Linked DNA regions of Gossypium arboreum: region 2 is linked to region 1. A link is a contact called in public Hi-C data. All regions are on one chromosome and are shown on one strand. Each heading gives the region's core, a stretch centred on a gene start, on an enhancer-like site or on the middle of the called end of the contact. The rest is flanking DNA. Distances are from core to core; before and after follow the strand shown. Region 1 holds the start of LOC108477394 (casein kinase II subunit alpha-2). Region 2 holds the start of LOC108477214 (BTB/POZ domain-containing protein SR1IP1).

The links. Hi-C and Micro-C count contacts between places; a contact is called where the count stands out from the background.
Region 2: a Hi-C map of leaf shows a contact between it and region 1, with 5 times the contacts expected there. The contact joins the promoter of LOC108477214 here to the promoter of LOC108477394 in region 1. A contact is called at or near these places in 2 of 5 Hi-C or Micro-C datasets (both in leaf).

What each region holds. Positions count from the first base shown.
Region 1 is chr12:34,080,756-34,086,467 of ASM2569848v2, reverse strand. It overlaps LOC108477394 (casein kinase II subunit alpha-2), which reads left to right and starts at 3,991. Exons shown (of 8, transcript XM_053023532.1): 1 at 3,991-4,559; 2 at 5,030-5,224; 3 at 5,425-5,582. The coding sequence starts at 4,554.
Region 2 is chr12:34,339,142-34,344,355 of ASM2569848v2, reverse strand. It overlaps LOC108477214 (BTB/POZ domain-containing protein SR1IP1), which reads right to left and starts at 2,197. Exons shown (of 5, transcript XM_017779693.2): 1 at 1,547-2,197; 2 at 1,380-1,449; 3 at 563-1,177; 4 at 1-479. The coding sequence starts at 1,644.

The DNA.
Region 1 (5,712 bases), core at 2,742-5,241:
GGCAAGTTAAGTCCACGTTTTATTGGACAATATGAAATAATTGAAAAAGTTGGACCGGTAGCATATCGGCTAGCATTACCACTTGAATTAGAGAAGATTTATGATGTGTTCTACGTATCTATGTTACGTCGGTATCGTTCAGATAATTCACATATAATTTCAGCGACAGAAATTGAACTACGACCGGATATGACTTATAAAGAAGAACCGATTAAGATTTTAGCTCGACAAGTCAAACAATTAAGAAATAAAAGTGTCGCTCTAGTGAAAGTATTGTGGCAAAAGCACAGGGTAGAAGAGACTACATGGGAACCTGAAGAAACTATGAGAAACCAATACCCACACCTATTTACTGGTAAGATTTTCGAGGACGAAAATTCTTAAAGGGGGGAGAGTTGTAATATCTCGAATTAGGGCCTAATCGGAATAGTGGTTTCGTACCAAAAATTGAGATAAAAATAATTATTTTATAATTATTTTGATGTTTATGATATGATTGCATGATTGTATGAAACTTTCGTGATGAAATCCTATGCCTAAAGTGCTTAAATCGAAATTAGGGACTACATCGAATAATTTGCAAAACTTGCATTCTAAGGAGTTTTTGGTATGAAATTGTTTTGGAATATTAATGAGGAGGTCTTAAATAGAAATTTGACCAATTTCTAATTCTATGGACAAAAGTTGGACATGGATGGAATTTTTGGAAAGTTTAGTAGTAAGGGTATTTTGGTCATTTAGTTATTAAAATGAATTAAAAACAAAATTAAAAGCCAATTTTTGTCCATCTTCTTCATTAGTCCGAAATTTCAAGGGTTCTCCATAGTTAGGGTTTGTTTCAAGCTTCCAAGCTCCATAGTAAGTGATTCCAAGCCCCGTTTTTAATGTTCTTTACGTTTTTGGAATCCCGGTAGCTCGATTAAGCTTATGCTAGCAATAATTCAACCTAGGGCTCATATTTGGAAAAATAACCATAGGTGAAATTTGTGTATTTTGGTGTTTTATGATAGAATATGAGGTTTTAAATTATGTTAGACAACTTTTACTACTCGGTTTTAAGCGAAAACGAGTAAAAGGTCTTAATCAGTAAAAATACCTAATAGTCATAAGTACATGTTAGAGTGTGAATTTGATGTTGCCATAGAAGGGAAAAATGATCAGCATGTCATAAAACATAAGAATAAGGGATGAAGTTTAATTCCTGAGCCTAGGGGAAAAAGTGTAATTATGCAAAAGTTTAGGGGCAAAAATGTAATTTTGCCAAAGTTCGTATTAGATGCTATTTTGATGAATGTATGTATTAAATAAGATTAATTTGGCATTATAGATCAAGAGAAACGAGATTCAAGTCGCGATCGAGGGAAAAACAAAGTTTACGAAGAATAGGCTCGATTGCTAATAATTTTGTACCGAGGTAAGTTCATGTGTAAATGTAGTAACATAATTTTCATTTTAAGCAATTTAATGTTGTTTATATGATATGATGCTGATTATTATCATGAAATATTATGCTTTGTGGTTATTGTTGAATAATATGTAATTATGTGAATTACTTGATGAGTATGAACTATCACCGAAGTATCGATTTCGATATTTCGTGGAAGACGGCAAAGATGTGTGATCGAGGAAAACGCCCATTTGAACCTTGGGAATAGATTAGAATACAAGTGACATGTCACTAGGATGGTTGAGTTCCGAACTCGTTGAGTTGAGTCCGAGTTCGTGAGATGTAACTAGGCATCCGAGCTCGTTGAGTTGAGTCCGAGTTCACTTATGGATGCGAACTCCCGAGCTTGTTGAGTTGAATCCGAGTTCACTTATGGGCGGGTTACATGGTAGCTTGGCTACATAAGTTCCGCAGGCTATTGAGTTTGTCTAGCTACGGGTATGGCTCTTATGTTCATGAGATCCGCGTATTCGAATTATATTCTGATGTGTTCAACGGGTGAATCTTACGTGAATAAGAAGAAGGCCTAAAACGAAGGTGACATGTTGGTAAGTGTGGTAAATGAGAAAATTTGACAGGTATCTGCTTAAACCCTCGGGTTAAAAACTTGGTATGATGAAATCGTAGAAAAATATTAAATGTAAATGAAACATGAATGTCTTGGTGTTGTTTATGCAAATGATGTTTTATGTGAGATTGTGTGATTATGTTACTTGCTATTTGCATGTGAACTTACTAAGCATTTGTGCTTACTCCCTCCTTTTCTTTCATTGTAGTTTTGACAAGCCGGCTTGAGAATCGGGATAGGTCAAAGACTCGTTCACACTATCCGAAGGCTTAAATTGGTAAAATGGCTTGTGTATTTTGAATGTGGCATGTATGGCAAAACACTCACTTTGTGTAATTGATCTTATGATATGGCTATCATTTGGTAAGAAAAGGGTTTGTAAATGATTAGCTATTGGAATGGCCAATCTAAGTCATATTTGATGTTATGTATGTTTAAAATGCTATTTAGTCCATGAAAATCCTTAGTAAAGTGAAATTTGCCATAAAACAGAATCTGACAGCAGCAGTGATGTAAATTTGAAAAATCACTAAAAATAGTAGAAATAGAATTAAATGATGACTAAGTTATTAAATTGAAGCTTAATTAGTCTATTTTCATATGGATTGAACAAAACAGGTATATAAATTATATTTTATAAGATATTTGAATTTTTGTGAAATAGGGCCAGAGTGATTTCTAGATCCCCTGTTCTGACTTTAAAAATTCATCATAAATTGTAAAAAAATAATTAGAAGTCATTCTTTATATGTACAGATTCCTTATTGAGTCTAGTTTTAAGAGAAACAAACTTACTAGTCATTGAAATTATGTACGGAGATATATCTGATTCGTAATATACAGAGGTCAGAGCAGTCGAACCCTGAAACAGGGGAGACTTTAACTAATAAACTGTACTAATTGGCTTTACCAAAAATTCTAGAAAAAAATTAGTAAATATATATATGAGTATAGTTTCAGAAAAAATTTACGTAATTGGATTTCGAGTTTCAGAACTCGAGATATGAATTTTTAAGCTATTGTGACGTAGATTGCTAGCTTGACTGGAAATTTTAAAAATAAATTGTTTGAGCTGTTTAAGTAATGAATTAAGTCTGTTAATACTTCGTATTCGACTCCGGCGACGGTCTCGGGTACGGGGCGTTACATCAAGTGTCTGAAGTTATGGATTTAGGATTTTAGGTTTTAGATTTAGGATTCGAAGTAAAAAAAATATCAAAATTATGTGCTAAAGACATAAAAAATTGTTGAAATGTGGTTAAATAATTGAAAAATACCATAAATAATATGGTAGGAATGATTTATAAAATAAATTCTCTATATATAAGTGTATAATAATAATTTCATATGTTTAAAATTTGATAATATGGTAAAATTTTATTGGTGCTAAAAGCCGATATTAAATTTTATATTAATATTAAATAAAATAAAATAAAATAAACTCTCCTCCCTCCTCATCCCGTCCCTCTCCCCTCCGCCTCCCCTCTCTTCCTACCACCGTCCCTCTCCCTCTCCCTCTCCCACTCTGCTGGTTTTCTACTGCAGCAACAGCAACAACTTGAAAGAAATGATACCAAACATAGAGACGATCACCGTTCTCCTCCTATATTTGTCCACGAAAGCTATACTAACAATGGAGCTGACAGCAATGAGACTAGACATGACTAGAGAAAGCACCAATACTATCTTGTTGGAAGCAAATCCAGCGAACTGAATTATTGTTGGGCTGTAATAACATAACAGTATTGATACCCAAAAACTGTTACACAACCTGAACCGCCACCCCAGCATAGAGTCCCCTTCGCACGACAACATTGCTTAAAGCCCCTTCCAATTTTGTTATCAAATTATCCCCAATGGCTTGTTCATCAGCTTTCTCTGCTTCATTGGAGTTTCTAAGAGCAATCAATTCAGCTTCATTTGCAATCAATTATGATATAATACGTAAAAATAGTTGAGGGTAACATCTCGTTATTTATGATTTTAACAGTAATGGTGAAGATGATCGATTTTTTAATTGGACGTTATAATTGCTTTCCTTCAAAATTGACCAACTATTCTTTTAAAGAGGAAACTAATTTGCTCATATCAAAACGGAGAGATATTTTGTTCTTTCAAGAGATAAACATCCGGTGGATGGAACATGAAATTGGTCTCAATATCAAAATAGGTTAGATCCCAGCAGCTCAGCTCGGCTAAGCAAGCAAAGGCCCTAACTCCCCTCCCGTACTCTCCCGTTTCTCTCCAAAACCAAAACTTATCATTCAAATAAATGGGCTGGCTTGGCTTGGCTTGGCTTGAGTGAATGAATTATGCCCGACGCACCACCACCAACCCACCAGTCTTACTCCACCTCTAGCTATTTTTTGCCATCTTCGCTTCCCGCCCTCTGCTTGCCCACTACTGTTCCGTTAACCGTGAGATTGACAAGATCTCCTGCCCTTATCGCTGGCAAGTCATGTCCAAATCTCGCGTTTATTCTGACGTCAATGTCCTTCGTCCCAAGGAGTATTGGGATTACGAGTCCCTCACTGTTCAATGGGGGTAAATTTCTTAAATCGATCGTTGATTAGGTTGTTCTCGAATTTCCTTTAATCAATTTTTAAACCAAGTCACATCCGCTAATCTGAATTGAAGATTATGTAATTTGCTTACAGTTAGAATTGTTTCTTCTAATCTTACTAACCTTAAGCATTTTCTGCAACTTTTCTAATGAAAATCCGATTCGGTTCATCAATGAGCATAAATTGATATCGTTTCGGTTATATTCGGTTCTGTATTAAGGATCAAGATGATTATGAGGTTATTCGGAAAGTTGGAAGGTGTAAATACAGTGAGGTTTTCGAGGGTAAAAATGTCAACAACAATGAACGCTGTGTAATCAAGATCCTCAAACCTGTCAAGAAAAAAAAGGTTGCTAGTTAAGACTTTAATTATATATTTATGTGATGAAATCTTAAGGCATAGCCGCCATGATCAATAATCCTATCATTATTTTTTGTTATTATTGGTAGATTAAGAGAGAGATAAAAATCCTTCAGAATCTATGCGGTGGTCCAAATATTATTAAACTTCTTGATATTGTTAGAGATCAGCACTCCAAGGCGCCTAGCTTGGTATTTGAGTACGTCAACAATACAGATTTCAAAGTTCTCTACCCAACTTTGACAGATTATGATATTCGCTACTACATATACGAACTTCTCAAGGTGAAATTACGCAACTCGTAACAAAATTTAATATGTATATAACTCTGCTCCATGGTATTTTTTGTTGCATGACCGTTTGTAGTTTTTATTCTTTACTTGATCCAATTCCAAATTATTACTGGCTTTGTTAAGCTTTTGGGGGATTTCTGGGTTGCATTTGGCGTTATAGGGTGATAGGAAAACATTTCTTTGCTTTGTAGGCATTAGATTACTGTCATTCACAAGGAATAATGCTCAGAGATGTGAAGCCTCACAATATCATGATAGATCATGAGCTGCGCAAACTTCGCTTGATAGATTGGGGACTTGCCGAGTTTTACCATCCTGGAAAAGAGTATAATGTCCGTGTGGCTTCCAGGTAATATTTTGAAGGCATCATGAATCATGTGATTTACTTTACCACTGTCGACCTTTATATATTTTCAAAATTGTTTTCTTCTTTAAGACCTTAGTTAGAAAAGAACAAGCCTTATATATTAGTCCATGTT
Region 2 (5,214 bases), core at 948-3,447, 260 kb before region 1:
ATGAGTTCAGCAAGACCGATGAATTTCGAGATAGGTAGATTACGGTCAGATGCTATTTCAGCTAGGTAGCTCTCCATTAGCTTTCCCACCCTTTCCATGTCACTTGGTGGGGGAGAAATGTACTCATCATCTTCTTTGTATCCAAAATGGTGGCCTTCAGTTTCATATTCAACGTAGTTCGTCAGGATCCGCTGCATGGTGTCCACATCAAATAATGTATCCCCGGTAACAGAATATGCAGGAATCAAGAGATCATCCAAAACAGCCTGTCCTAATTGCAAGGCCATCCTTCTCTCCAAATCAAGTCGACAAGCAACAGTTGTTTCAAGGTATATCGCTGCACGAAGCAACACTGATAGAAAGCTTACGGACATCGCATTTTTCTCCCTAGGCAGAAGACTCACTATGGTTTCCAACACAACCCTTTTCTCGTGTTCTTGTCGCGGCTCAATTTTCTTCCTCCCCTTTCCAAATACTTCCTGCATGAAAAAAAGAGTCTGCACTTTAGACATCAAACATATATCTAGTAAAGAAGTCCATCATGTTGGTATGGGTGTCTCACCAAACCTCTAAGAGCCTTTTGTGCATAAAGCATAAGCACTGGACCAAGATCATATTGTTTAAACCCTCTTGCTACCATTGCAATAAGAACCCGTTGGAAGATGTCGATTCGAAGAACAGCTAAATCTTCAGCCCACCAATCGACAATTGATCTCGAGTTAGTGGTTGTCAAAGAAATGGTACCATCATTGCCACTATCAGACCTGCTAGACATATAAAACTGGCTCTCTTTGCAAGCTAAATACGCGATTGCGTCAATGCACCGGCTCACTAATTTAACTTCCTCTGCAATAGGGAGGAGGCTTTCAGACATATGTAACACAGAAACTGCTCCTGCTAGACTCTTAAGTGCCACTTCATTCAAGTAGGCTTCAGTTCTTCCCACAAGATTTCCGACTGCATAGTCCTCAGTCATCTCGAGATACTCGGCCGCACATCTTAGCATGGCAATGTTTTCGCTGCTTATCTCGAAATTTATCCCATAACAGAATTTAGCTGCTAGTTCAAATGAATCTGCTCCACCTGGAACATTGGGGATTTCTATGATTGAATGATCAGCATCATTGGATTCCGTTACAACTTTTCTTACGTATCCAGACTTAGATATTAATGGAAACTGCAATTCAAGTAGGAAATAAGTTCAAAAAGTGCACGGTTCTGCCATATATACAACAAAATATAGATGCCAACTTGTCTATAAATGGTACTAAATAAATACAAACATCAACTGTGTCCGATTAGCGACCATGGTTACAACACTACGGCTGCTTGTCATTCTGATAAATGGAAATACATGAATTAAAGTGTTTGATTTCTACCTTATGCAGTGAGAAAGAAACTCCTCCAACTTGGACAGTGACATCACTGGGAATCTCCTGAGAGAAAATCCTGGAAAAAACAACAAAGAGATCAGGTTATCAACTTCAGCAGCCACTTCATCAAAAATGATCCCTGTTACTGAAAGAAAAGGGAATAATACTGATACCACTCGCTGGTTCTCTTCATGGCTGTGGAAAGAAGCTCCTTTTTAGATGACATGTTAAAACTAGTAGGTGCAATCTCCTCCTTAACAAAATCCACCATGGAACACACTCAACTGATTTTACCATGATCTTATCTCTATCTCCATCAAGCCATAGATAATGAGAACCTTGGCAGTTGGCACAGAGAAATTCGGACACGATGCTTATAACTTTACAAGGTTGTAAGGAAGCAACAAAAACATGTCATTTCCTTCAATGTTTTGTCTCTTCTTCTTTTGCCTTGAATGTTTAAATGAGAAGCAGAAGCAGGAGCTATCATCTCTCTAAATCTCTAATGAAACTGCATTATCTAACTTCAGCCTTACAAAAAAAGCCATCAGAAATGGGGAATTCCCAAAACTAGGCCTCACAAGGAAACTAGAGGGCAGGGTGTACGGTGGACAAGGTTTAAAATGAGTGGCAATTTTGGTAATAGTGGAATGAAATGAGGTGAGTGCATGAGAAGATAGATGAAGATTAACAGCGTGTGGTGTGGGTTATAGAGATGAGATGGCTCCAACTTCCTTGGCGGCTAAAGGTCGAAAGCTTGTAAGTGGGAAATATTCCCATCCACAAATGTTCCCATCTATCTCTGATAAAATTTTATGTTTTAGTTTTTACAGGATATTTAAAAGATTTAATGTTCTTACTATTTTTAAATATGTTACTCTTATATTGTTTTACAGTGTAATAATGGAGAAAACATTTTTGACTACTTTTGTAGTCATCATATTAACATTCCAAGTCTAGCCCTTGTGTAATTGGTGATGTGAGCGACAACTTGTTCGCCACTGTAACTAGTCTCCAATCAGCAGCAGTAGGAAAATGATAGAAGAGATCAGTTTGTCCCTACATTTTGAAGGCAGCAGATAACTGGGTGTATATTTGCTAAAGTTGGGTAGAAATTCTCAGAAACTAATGAAAAGCGTGATCATCTGTTTTACGCAATTTAAATTAAGGGTCCCCTTCATAACGTTGATAGTTGATTTGGTCGCCAATCCATGGTAAGATTTGATATGAAGTAGTGGGATTATAATTCATATCCATTTCACAGCTATTCCCGGCCCCATCCTTTGGATTTTCTGGTTATACCAACATTAAAAGGATTTTTGTATTTAGTTGCAGGCAATTGTCCCATTTTCTCAACTATTATGTTATTCTATCAAATTTTGACTCTTGGTGCAATCAAGTTAAAAGGACTAATGCTAATGGGCACCATAGCTACTGGAAACTTTTACACATTAAAAACGGGGTAATTTAACCATGAAATGCAAAAGCTTAAGTTATTAAATGCCTTCTTTTAATAATTCCCGGCTATTTCATCAAATATGCAGCTCAATTCTTGAAATTTATTTATTTTCTCCTTATACTTCAACACACTAAGCTACTCTTCACCTTGTTCACATCAACATTATTTTCTTCCTAAGAAAACGTATTTTTTTATTTATTTAAGGGTTATGTAAATATTATGAATAGTTCTAGACATTTTAATATTTTTGACTCAATTCATAATACTATTTAAATTTGTCATTAATCGGACAATGTGACAATTTTACAAAAAGACTTAAATCATAAAATGGTACCTAAATTGTACTTTTTTTTTCTCAAGTTGCTATTTATTTATTTATTTGGTAACATAGTATAGTTTAATACCACTTGTAACCAAAATTAATTTAAGTACCAACTTGAGAAAATAGGTATAGTTTAGATAACATTTTGTGATTTAAGCCTAAAATAAAGTAATTTTAAGCTCTAGCATTTAAGATTTTATTAATTTGATTATTACTCTTCAAAAATGCATATAAAAATTTTAAAAATAATTTTTTCATATTTTCAATAAAGATCCTAAAAGTTGAAATTGTAAAAATTTTCCAAAAATTTTTAACCTTTAGATATCAATGTGAAATCTTGCATCATAATCCATATATACTTTATTGTTGACATGGCACTATTTTATTTTGTACAATGTATTAGCAAATATTTTAAAATTCAAAATTCAAAAACCAAATACATAAAAATTTTAAAAATAATTTTTTTCTTATTTTCAAAAAATCATTAAAAATATGAAAAATGCTATAAAGCCATTTGAAATTCAAAAATGAAAACATAAAATTAGTTTTAAAATTAAAAATTTAAAAAAAAAACTTGAAAAGTAGAAGAGTGGTGGCTTGTGCCTAAGGAATTTGATGTTGGAATTTTCATCTTTATTATTAAATTTTCGTAAAATTCAAATATGTAGGGTAATTTGAATAACTTTATATATATAGTATTTAAATTTAAGGTAAATTGTATTATTAGTTATTAAACTATAGTTAAGTTTTAGTTTTGTCATTTAATTAAAAAGTTATAATTTGGCTATTAACATTTTTGATTTTTTTTGTCACTTAACTGTTAAGTGACACGTTTTAACTTGGTATGATAACAATTTTAGTCCTTAACTTTTTATTTTCTATCAACTAGACCATGATTCTATATAGAATTATAAAAAAAATCATATTTATTTTAAAAACAAAAGTTCTATATAAAAATCCTAGAAAAATAAAATCTCAAATATGTTGTTTTTAAATACTAATATGTATGGGAAATAAAAAATCATTCTATAGAATCGAAAAACAAATTAAAAACAAAATAAAAAAGTTAGATCATTACATACTTCCTCGCTTTTCTCGAAATCAAATTAGCAATATCTTCAAGATGAGTTCCATGCTCTTAAAGAACATCCAGAATTAAAATTACAAAGGCATGGGAAATTGCCTCTAATGACATTCTTTTACCCAAAAAAATATATAATGTATCACAAAATTTTCTTTTTCAAACTCAAATCGATTCATTTTATTTAGTTTATTTTTCAAAACCCAATTTGTAAAAATGAATTATATCATGAATTTTTTTCTTTTCTTATATCGAAAAGACTATGTCAAGAAACAAAGGAGATAAAAATAAAGAATCAATAACTTTGCTTAATGTTTCAAGGAATGGGTATTAGATATTTTTATATAAATAATACAGAAAGAAAATTTGTAGGGTTTAAAACAATTTCCCTCATTTTCTCCAACTTTATTTACTTTTGCATAAATTTTAAATTTTTAAATTTTTTAATATTTTAAATCAATTTTATCATTTTATATCTAATTAGTCAAATTGGCCAAAAGTATAAAAATGGAGGATTAAAATTTTATTATCCCAACTACAAAGTGTCATTTTTACAATCTAGTGACAAAAAAAAAACTTGAAAACAATAGTGACCAAATTGAAATTGTTTTTAGTTAAATGACAAAAAAAATATTAACCCACAATTTAATGACTAATGGTGTGGTTTACTCTTAAATTTAACTCAAATTGATTCAAAATATGTATCATTATTTAAAATTATTTTTACACTAATATTTTATATATTTTATAATTATATTTAAATAAATATATACATGATATATAATTTATCTTAATTAAATAAAAAAACATACTTGTTCAAATCAAGTTTCATACGGGTTAAATGAATAACTCAAAATTTGGAGAGACCTTATTATCATTAATGGAGTAAATAATACTTTTTAAAATGTTGAAACTTTTTATATTTTTATATTTTTGAATTTTTAAAATTATTTTAATTTTAATTTTTATTTTATAGAGA